2 separate regions of the Sus scrofa genome follow, and region 1 is linked to region 2. The links are chromatin contacts, called in public Hi-C maps. All regions are on one chromosome and are shown on one strand. Each heading gives the region's core, a stretch centred on a gene start, on an enhancer-like site or on the middle of the called end of the contact. The rest is flanking DNA. Distances are from core to core; before and after follow the strand shown. Region 1 overlaps GNG12 (guanine nucleotide binding protein (G protein), gamma 12). Region 2 holds the start of GNG12 (guanine nucleotide binding protein (G protein), gamma 12).

What was found. Hi-C and Micro-C count contacts between places; a contact is called where the count stands out from the background.
Region 1: a Hi-C map of embryonic fibroblasts shows a contact between it and region 2, with 3 times the contacts expected there. The contact joins the enhancer-like site here to the promoter of GNG12 in region 2. A contact is called at or near these places in 5 of 47 Hi-C or Micro-C datasets (embryonic fibroblasts, heart right ventricle and mesenchymal stem cells) and 1 of 2 datasets of contacts at active chromatin or transcription factors (alveolar macrophages).

What each region holds. Positions count from the first base shown.
Region 1 is chr6:144,849,302-144,854,539 of Sscrofa11.1, forward strand. The region is part of intron 2 of GNG12 (guanine nucleotide binding protein (G protein), gamma 12); the gene reads left to right. Among named protein-coding and RNA genes, the nearest start is that of GNG12, 69 kb to the left of the region's middle. Within about 2 kb of position 2,485, at least 36 of the 83 cell types and tissues checked have an H3K27ac peak or open chromatin away from gene starts, as enhancers often do. A contact at or near this core is called in embryonic fibroblasts, where this site is marked.
Region 2 is chr6:144,778,966-144,784,653 of Sscrofa11.1, forward strand. GNG12 (guanine nucleotide binding protein (G protein), gamma 12) reads left to right here and starts at 3,559. Exons shown (of 5, transcript NM_001145387.1): 1 at 3,559-3,638.

The DNA of each region.
Region 1 (5,238 bases), core at 1,235-3,734, 69 kb after region 2:
AGTCGGATTCGTTAACCACTGAGCCACGACGGGAACTGAAAAATTTTTTTAAGTTAGCTGGATTACAGGAACCAGTGCATGGAATGGATTCAGCACAGCAGCCTGTCACCCAGTATGTATTCAGTAAGTAGGCTATTATTAATCATCATTTGCCTTGGACTATCGTGATGATGTCTAAAAAACTTCTAAAGCTTTGGGAAAAGTAGCACTTCTCCAGGAATCGTCGAGCAAGTCGCTTACTCTTAAAGCCTCAGATTTCACAGTAATAAATTGAGGATAACACTACAGGGCTGTTGAGAGGATTACGTGAAATAATCAGTATGAAATGCTCAGCTCAGGCCGGCCACATAGGAAGCACCCAAAAATAAGGGTGGCCATGATTCTCCCATCACAATATTATCTCCATTTCACAGATTAGAATTTGCAGGACGCTTTTTTCCTTGTGATAAATGGCTTCATGAAGACGCATTCAGATGGAAGAAGTTCTCACTGTTTTGTTCAAGAAAGAACAAGGAACATTTAGTAGCGTGTTTGCTTATAAATACCAAACTGTAGCATATGTGAAAGCCAGCTACATAACTCAACCAAACAGCTTTCTACTTTTTTTTAGGCATCAGCTCATTTCCTTGTTAAGATTTGGGTAAGTGATTTTGCCACTCGATTAGAAGTTTATGTATTATTTTTACAAGTCCCACGGAAATATGCAAACATAGCTATATTTAGCCAGATGCTTTAAATTCAGATCAGTTTATTTTGTGATCTTTCAATAAAAACACAGAGTGGGTACCTTCGTGGCACCCAAGGAGGTCTTGGAAGGAGACATGGGGGAGGAGGACAGAGCCACAGCTGCAAGAAGATGACCCAAACTGCAGACTGAGGCTTAGGCAGGGCAGAGAGCTGGCCTGCAGCAGAGCAGGGATTCCTGTTGAGGAGGTTTGCTCCCTGTGACAGGGAAATGCCTGCAGTGGTTGTTTTGTTTTGGTTTTTTTGCCTGCATTTGTTGAGCCGTTTCTTCCACGGGTCCTCTGGGATCCTGAGCCAGCAGAGTTCCTGTCCCCTTTGCTTGTTACTGACCAGGTGCCCTGCTGCATCAAATGCCGGGTTTGTGAAGAAGGGTGATAACATCATTCGCTGGGGGACTGACTCTGAAGTTGGTGTCATTCATGCCTGGACACATTGATGGACAAATGATCCAGGGGAGCAGGAAACCTACTCTTGCTGACTTACCTCTGTGGATAGTCATTTCAGCAGGAATCTTCCTTGATGTGAAATATGGCTGGGAAGCCAGAAAGACGAGAGGGGGCAGGGCAGCGGTGCCACTTCAGTTGGTTGGTCAGCGAGGGTTTATGGAGCATCTGCCCATGCACTGGGGGCAGGATGAAAAGGGAGCAGGATCTCCTGCCCTCTTCCTTGCCCAACCCCGGAGCCCACTCCCCAAGGGAGAGCTGAGCCATGTGGCCTTAGAGAACCCACCCCTGCTCCCCCGCCGCCGCCGTCCTTCGGTGCCCAAGGCTCACGGGACCCCCGTGTCAGCACATCCTCAACTCACAGCACCTACCCCAGAGCTAATGGTGGTTGTGAAGCCGAAGCCTCAGGACCTCCTACTGGCAAGAACCCCGTGTGTGCTCTTCCTAATTTCATATTCTTTTTCTAAAGAGGCCCCCAAATTGTATGAGGCTCAGGAGCCACAAAAACTGGGACTGTCCCCAGACCTGGGAGAATTGGCTCCGGGTTTTTTCGCTCCAGCCTGTGCTACTGGCACCAAGATGCTAAAACTCCAACTTGCTTCCTGTTCAGGGACAGGCTTTGCATGTGTGAGAGTGTGTGTGTGTGTCAGTCAGTCTGTCTGTCTGTCTCCTCTGCTGCAGCTAGATCCAGCTAGAAGCAAGTTCCCACCCAGAGCTCCTGACCCCGTGACTGAGGGGAGGGAGGCCCAGCCAGGGGTTGCTGTCTGGGCTCCTTCCTGGCCACCAGACACCCTCCCTGGGTGGAAAGGTCCCGGTCCCTGCAGGAAGGCAGGGCCTGCGCTCTCAGGCCTCCTGTGGCTTTGTGGTTGCTGGGAGGGAGGCCCTGCAAAGGGGCTGGGCAAAAGGAGCCAGCCCTGCATGAGGCATCAGCTGGCTAAAAAAGGCCAGTGGAAAATGCTTCTTTAAAAAAGGGGTGGTGGTGGGGGAATATCCTTGAAACTGGATCAGCTTTGGCAAAACCATCACTCTGATCTCAAGTCTTGGGAGAATGGCCGGCCAACCTACAGTACAGGGCTGTGCTGATCAAGTGTGCCGGCTGCTCTTAGCCCATCACTGTGTCTCTTTCCTCTTATTCCGCACAAGCGCTGGCTTGCTTTGCTAATCAGTCAGGATTAAATGTATTGAGAAGCAGTGAGAGGGGAAAGGCTGTTTTTATACATGAATATCTTTCTGACACTATGCAAAAGAATATCCAAGTTTATAAATCATTCTCTCAGTCAAATGCTGGCCAACTTTCGCCCCCTGGTGGAGAAGTGGAGAACTGTTTAAAAATGAGCTCTCAGGCTTCCTCATTGTTCTGACTGATAATCTGCAAAGAAATTGTCATCCTCTGATAAGTTACGACAGTAAAAGGGGCTGGATCGATAAGGGCTTGGGACTTGGGGGTGTTTTTTCCCTTGAAACTGTTTCTAAACTTAAGAGTTAATTTTATTTTAAATCTGTAAAGAGTAAAATAGTTAAAATGCCACTAGTTTTAAGGCTCACACATATTAAACTGCAGTAGACTTTTTTGGCAAAACTTTGCCACCACGCTAACTATGGCAAATCTTTACCACTCTGTAGGCTTATTTTACTCCTTGAGATTGTGGCAGAGACGTAAAATCAACCAGAGAATAGGCATTTCAACCACCAACTGGATATCTCTTAGTGATGCTAATTTACAGACTCCAGCTCACAGCCACCCATGTTGAAATCCGCTTTAGTGATGCTAGTTTAAATCATTTGTCTCAGTTCATTTACACTTATTACTAACACCTGCTAGAAAGTCACTGTTGGGCTAACTAGGTAATAGTTATTTGACTACTACTTCCTACACATTTTATGTATTTTTAAATGTAAAATGCAAAACAGACTTAAAAGGACACTGGTTCAAATATAAAAACAGTCCCAGGAAGTTCCTTAACAGTAGGTTAAGGATCCAGCGCTGCTGCAGCTGTGGCACAGGTTCAGCCCAAGAACTTTCACATGTCGTGGGTGCAACCAAAACCAAAAACCTTTCTATATATGTCATCTTCTGTTGAAATATGATTTTCACCTTTATCAACCCTTTGTTAATTACTCAACTGCTTTTAATGACTGGATCTGACCCAATTGTTTAGTTTACATTGTGTCTTCAGTCGTAAGAGCTTTCACAATGGAAACCTCATCTGCTATCTTTTGTTCACCAAGTGATAGTTCACATCCCTGATGAATGTTTATCATCACCATTGTCCTGGATCTCTGCCCCCCAATGGAGGGTGCAGCCCATTGTGTTTATATTAGTAACTTTTTTTTTTTTTTTTTTTTTTTGGTCTTTTTAGGGCTGCACCCGCAGCATATGGAGGTTCCCAGGCTAGGGGTCTAATCGGAGCTGTAGCTGCAGGTCTGTGCCACAGGCACAGCAATGCCAGATCTGAGCTGCAGCTCATGGCAGCGCCGGATCCTTAACCCACTGAGCAAGGCCAGGGATCGAACCCCCAACCTCATGGTTCCTAGCCAGATTCGTTAACCACTGAGCCACGATGGGAACTCCTAGTTTCTTGCCTTTTGTCTCACTCTGACAAAGTCCAGAGGAGGGCATGGGCCTAGGGGCTGGACTTTCTGCTGGCCTGGCCACAGCCCACGGCCCAGGCTGGTTGCTCTTGTTCATGAACCCCCACCTCCTTGCCTGTGGTTGCAGCCACCATCCTGATGATTTGAGAAGATACACACACACACCCCTTTCTCCGTTCTTGGGCATCTGTCCCCTTTCCACTGTTGAAACCAGCCATTACTGTTGAGACAGCCTGATTCGTTAATGATCCCTTGATATTCAGGTAACTGCCAGGCCAAGCAACATCAGAGTTGGTGTGTAAGTTCCCCCGAATTTCAGGATATTTTCGTTATTATTCACACAGGGTAGCTCCCTGAAGTTCAGACTCTGCTGACTAGGACAGACAGAGGAGAGAAGGGCCAACTTTAGAAATGGCTGTTTGAGCCTGGTCCATATATGAGCAATAGAGGAGTTCGTGTTTTTAGTAAAGGGCAGCGTTTTGCAGACATTTTGAGGATTGTTGTGATAAGTGCGAGGAGATGGAACCGGGGGTGGGAGCTCCAAAGGCTGGACCCTTTTTCCTTTTTTCTTCCTCTCCCCCCAACCCCTCCCCACTGCAGCCACATCACCTCAGTGTCTTTCTCAGCACACCAGGCTCTTGCCCACGCCCCCTGGAGTGCTCCCTCCTGTTGCTTGATGCAGGGTTATTTCATAGCCCGTAGCATAATATGCATTACTGTGTATATCTCTTTACACAAGAGCTTAATGTCAGCACCCAGAAAAATACTGGCGCAGGGCAGACACTCAGTGGAGATTTCCTGAATGAAGAAATGCACAAACAAAAGAATCAACAAGAGAACAGACAGGCAAATGTATTCAGGATCAATCACGAGAGGAACAGCGATATTTGTGGGGTTTTTATGATTTTTATTTTTTCTGTTATAGTTGATTTATGGTGTTCTGTCAATTTCTACTGCACAGCAAAGTGATTCAGTCATATGTATATATATTCTTTTTCTAGCATTATCCTCCATCATGTTCCATCACAAGTAATTAGATATAGTTTCCTGTGTTATATAGTAGGATCGAATAGTACTATTTGTAACCATACTTTAAGATGAAGTCTATTGAAACAGCAATGCAATATTACTTTTGTCTCCCTAAATGATAATAGATCTTCTAATATGCCAGTGTGTTAAGGCCGCTTGTCAATTGCAGGACTCCAGATTGCCAGGAGCATCTTAGAAAAAGTTGTTAATATCATATCCTTAAATATAGACATTAAAGGAGAAAGGCCAGTGATGGTTGGAAGGAAGAAAGAGAAAGAGCTCCATTTTTGGAATTAAAGCAAAATTATGAAACAGCCCAAGATTCCACAATCAGGAAATGCCTATGCAAAGTGGAATCTTACCACAATCATTAAAAACCACATGTATTCACCTCTATGGGCCCAAAGTACAAAATCTGAATCTGATCAGG
Region 2 (5,688 bases), core at 2,309-4,808:
TGATTGATGGATTGATTGATTTGCCTCAAGTGCCATTGGAGAGTGGAAAATAGACCAGAAAATAGAAGGAGAAAGAAAAAAAAAAAGCTTTAAAGAAATCTTGAAAAAGAAGAAATAGGAAATTAAATAATTTTATAGAATAAGAGAGATAAAATGCAACCAAGCATTGCTCAGGTTGTACATGGAAGACCCTGCTGGGCTGGGCTGAGTATGCCCATTACAACTGACTATAAGTCTAGTGAGATCCTTGGAATAACCCACCTATAGCATATACTATGGCGCTTCTTCTAGACCCTCTCTTCAGGGCTGACACACCTATTCCCAAGTTGGGAATATTGGGTCTGGACCATTCAACGGCTGTGTCCATCAGTGGGCACTGCCCTCAGGGAATTGCTTTACCCAATGCCACAACTCTTCCCAGGAATGCTGGATATGGAGACACCAAGGCTCAACACCCTGGACTCAATTTGGTCCATTTTTGAAGAGTGCCCCCTGAACTGCAAGTCCAGCTGTAACCATGTTGCAAAGCAGCCTCTTCCTCCGCCCCATCCTGCCAGGTGTAGCCTTGCTTCCTTACAGGTGTATCTTTTTAAACACTGGCCAATCAAGCCTTTGTCATGCAAATTATATTTCCAGTCCCTCAGTCTAAGTAAAAGATACAACCCAAATTCACATTTTGTGTGTATCACTGTCAGAATTGGGAAGAAAACCCGGGTTTCCTGCCCCATCATCTTTTCACCTAAACCATCTTCAACTGCTATACCTCTCCCTCTGGCTAAAGCTGTTTGTATACAACTTGACATGACCCACTGTCCTACGAGGTGGGCTCCCAAGGTGTGAGATGCTGACAAATAGCATGTTGGTCAAATGCTTGACCAATCAGTCAAGCTTTACAAGATGATTTTGGTAGTACTTGGATATGCTTGTTTTTACTTTAGTAGTTGTTATCTTAGCTTGGGATTCCCCCAGAAGCTGACCCTGAGATGAGAACTCAAGTGAAAAGGACTTATTAGCATGCAGGCCAGCATCGCTGTGGTGCAATCTGTAAAGTCACACACCTATGCAGTCACAAGAGCCCCATGCTTGGCTTAACATTCTGCTGTTGCCATCTTGAAATTTTTAATAATTTATGAACATTTAAAAATCTTGTATAGGGCCCTGCAAATCACACAGTTGGCCCTGATTAGGATGTGTTCCAATGTGAGGGAGTGGGAAGTAGGTCCTAGAAGGGTAAGAAGGACAAGCAAGCATGTAGCATCAGGTCCCACAGAAGTGGGGAGAGAATTTGGCTCAATCTGGCCACCATACTCCTTAATCACTGATTAAAGGCTGAAGCGGTGGTGGGAGAGCATCAATTTCCAGGTACTTCCAGCTGTCCTGTGAGCAGGCAAAGTAAAGCCTGCAGCTCGGGGTGGTGTTCTGACAACAAGGTGCAGGTGCCAAGTGCAGGGGAATGAATGCATACCTGGAGCCAGTGTGTGTGAAACTGGAGAAGGATCACAGGTGAGGGATATGGCAGAGCACTGACAACCGTTGCTGGAGTTGGGCATGTACTTTGATCCAGAGTAAGAGGCTGCTGCTAGCTTTTCAAAGTCAGGATTTCACAGATGAATTGACTAACAGCAAGCCTCATATATGTAAGAAATAACAAAATTAAGTCAATTAAAAATATAAATTAAAAATCAGGGGAGTTCCCGTCATGGCACAGTGGTTAACGAATCCGACTAGGAACCATTGGTTGCGGGTTCGAACCCTGCCCTTGCTCAGTGGGTTAACGATCCGGCGTTGCCGTGAGCTGTGGTGTAGGTGGCAGATGCGGCTCGGATCCCGCATTGCTGTGGCTCTGGTGTAGGCCAGTGGCTACAGCTCTGATTCGACCCCTAGCCTGGGAACCTCCACATGCCGCAGGAGCGGCCCAAGAAATGGCAAAAAAAAAAAAAAAATCATATAGAAGGTACAAAGAAGAAACGTGAAATTACTGAAGTTTGCACACAGTGGAGCAGAAAGAACACTGGATTGAGGGTCGTGGGTAAAAGGACAAAGTCTGGGGCCAGACTCTTTGCAGTGAATTCTGGCTCTGCCACTTTTGAGCTGCCTGGCTTAACATCCCTGAGCCTACCTGCTAGGGTTGGTAGGATGATTAATAAAATTAATATATGTAAAGCACTTAGAGCAACATCTGCCATGAAAGTGTTAGCTCTTATTATTCTTGCCTTGCTCCTAACTAGATCAGTGCATCTCCAACTATCTGTGGGATTTTATTTTCAATCTGTTGCAGGCTGATGCTTTTATCCAACATGATAAATACAACATGAATAATGAGAAAAGTAAAAGAGACATACCAAATACAAGGCCATATTCTTCGTTATCAAATTTAACAGGCAGAAAATCACACAAATTGCTATAAAAGTTTTTACATGCTCACTTTCACTTTCTATGCTTATCCCATTACAGATGGGTAGCAGTTCCCAGACAGTCATTGTTCTGTGAGTCACACATTGAATAGTACTATATTAGAAAAGTTTCAATAAGCCCCTTAAGTTCTTGGTGTCTCAGTTTCCAGATGAGATTACGTACATGAAAGCATTTACTCTTTTATCTCCACCCTGTCAAACAAGAAAGCAGACACCTAGGAATGTGCGAGAAGTCTGCTGAGTGATACTATTTCTGCACATCCATCTTTTTCACTCTTTCTGGACTCTTTCTGGACTTTTTGAGGGTGACATCCCCACCCCCACCACCAATCACCTTTATTGCAGAGCTTGGCACATAGCAGACGTCAATGACTGTTGAATGGCTGTATTAATAGTTTGAAGTCTACGGAAACGAACGTGGCTTCTCAAACTCCTGGACCCTGAATCCATCCAGAAAAAAACCAAAGCGAATTCCGTTCATTAAGCGGAACTCTGCCAGGTACTGGGCATTCGGAAACACAAATCTCATGGTGGAGCAATGGAAGGGAAGCTCATGATGGGCGGGTGTACTTCACATTCAACAATCTGCAGTTATAGCTCCACTTTCTGGGAAGCAAAATCTCTCTGTGGCCCCAGGGCCCTTTAAATTTTGCTGTGACTGTTTTCTTAAGAAATTCCTGGAACAGAGCCTAACTTTTGTGTAGGGGGTTGGCAGAGCACATATTCGCGGCCTAAGGGACGGTTGGCATAAGGGTTGGCAAGGCGTTCACACGCGAGGGAAACTTCCGAGGAGTGAGAACAGCCCTGTGCAGGGTCGTGAATGGGGGGTGGGAGGGAACCGAAGAATCTTTGAACTCCAGGGCTTTAGGGAATTTGGGGAAGGGAAACGGGGGGTGGCCAAAGCGGCCAGACCTTTGCGGGACTTCAACGCTCCCCACCTCTCCTCTCTGCCAGCCCACGTGCGGCAAAGCAAGGGTTCGGCGGCCGAACTGAGTAAGAGCCCGGGCGTCTGGGCAGGAGGGAGGAGGGCTAGGCCAGGAGGAAGGAGTCCGGGCCGCCGCCGCCCCGCCCGTCGGGCTGTCCGCCCCGCCTACCCCGAGCGAGGCGGAGCCGGCGCCCGCCCGGAGGAGCAGGAGGAGGAGGAGAGGTCGGAGCCGTCTCCAGGAGCCCTTAGAGACAGAGTCCCCGGCAGCAGCGGTGGTGGCAGGGGCAGCGCTCTGGCAGGCGAGTGAGCACCGAGCAGCGGGCGCAGGTGGCAAGTCGGGTCCCCGAAGGGACCAGGGCGCAGCGCGGGGCGTCGGCTGGCCAGTTCGGGAGCCGCCTCCGAGTTCCCAGTGCTGGGAAGCGAGATGGAGGGAGGGAACGGAGGAAGGAAGGAAGGAGGGAAGAGTGTCCCAGAGGGCGGGGACTGGTCCGGGCACTGGGCGCCGGAGACCGGGATGGGGGAGGGAGGGCAAGGGACGCCGAGACCCGGAGACGGACGGCGCGCTCGCCCTCGACGGGCGGCAGCGGCCGGAGGGCGCGGGAAGCCCGCAGCCCTGCGGGTCCAGGGCTGGGAACCGGCCCCCGGGACGAGGGCGGGAGCGAGAGAAGGTCTCCCGGCTCGCTCGCTTCCTCACCGGCCCGCGGCCGTGCGCCCCGCGCCGGGTTGGGACTGGGAGGTTTGGGAGGTTCCGGGGTTCCCAGCTCCAGCTTGCGGCGCTGCCAGGTTTGCGAGAAGGGCCGGCAGCTGGGGGCGACCCGGCGCCACGCCCCTCTTCCCTACTTTCTTCCGCTCTTTCTGGGGACTCGGCAGCGAAGGCGCAGCCCTGGAACCCGCTGGGGGTTGGGGGTCTGGCGGCGAAATAGCGGGTCGCAGAGATCACACGTCCCGCGAGGGACCCCCGAGCAGTGAGCGGTCTGGAGACTGCTATCATTTGCGGATGATAGGAGGAGGTCAAGACTCAGACGTGAGGCTTGCGTGATTTTTTAAAAAAGTATTGCCCGGACTTATTGCGTGGAACAGAGTGACTTTAAAAAATTTTTTTTCGACTAGGGTATATCAATTAAAGCTAATTTTAAAATGCTGTCCCTGAAGCCTCTCGACCCACCGGTTCCTCCCCTTCTGTTTGTGTCTTGTAAACTTGACTTAAACCATTCATAACTTTCGAAAAGGAACTCGTGATTCTCATTAAATCCCCGCGGTGGAGCGAAACTTTGGGTAACTGGAAATCTGAGTGAGGGAACTGCCGCGGCCTGTCGTCTTGTGATCACCCCTGCCCAGGCGCGGTTGTGTACAAACAAGTGCACAGAGAAGAAAATGGTCAAAAACCTGAGAGAAAGGAGGTCCCCTGCGCCCACGTGTCAGGGCACGTTTAATGGCTGCTGTGAGTGGAAACGGACTGGAATGTATTAGACCTTGTGGAGTTGGACAAACTTCACATGATTAGCTTCCTTCCCATCAGTTGTTTCCTCTCCCCCCCACCCCGCCCCCGCTGTCTTGCCGACACTGTTTATATTTCCTGGGGCTGTTGTAGCTTCGTCTAGATAGATTGTCTATAAGGAATCTTTTGGACATTGTCAGCAGCAGGGACTGTGTCTGCGTGTTCTCTACTTTAAAAGCGGAGTTTGGCTGTGTTTTTAAAGTGCTCGTCACCACGCTGCACCATTGCTGGTGCTTCTCAGCTCTGCCTATAAATGATGGCAGGATGGCGGCCCTCACCTAGTAGAACCAGGAAGGCGGGCAGTGTTAGAATGACGGGGTTGGGTTTAACTGTTGCCAAAACAGTCACATTCAAGGAAGGAGTTGTTTTGATTCTTTAAAAAAAAAAAAAAAAAAAAAAAAGTGTATGTGTTAGCAAGCCCTTTTTTCAATAAACAAACATGATTCACACACACATAATTTTTTAAAGTAATGAAACCTTTTACAGAGATTTCAGTGGTAAAAGGACTTTGGGATCAAGCCTTCAGTCCCTTTGCCTTCTCTAACTAGCACCATAAAACCCTGGTTTAGGTCCAACACATGTCGAACAGTCTGATGACTGTGCCTTTAGGCCTTATTTTTAAAAATGCAGTCGTGTATTTACTGTTTTTAACCCAGGTAATTCACAGAGGTATTGAATCTGGACAATAGATTTGTGTAAAAATACCTAAAAATGTGTATCTGTGTTTCACAAGAAGCGGAAAGGATTAATACTCTAAAATTTTTCTGTGTAGCAAGCTCCCAGCATCATTTGAAAGCCTAGCTCTCTAACAATGAGGTTTGCGGTGTCGGGCTTATGTTGTCACTTGTTGA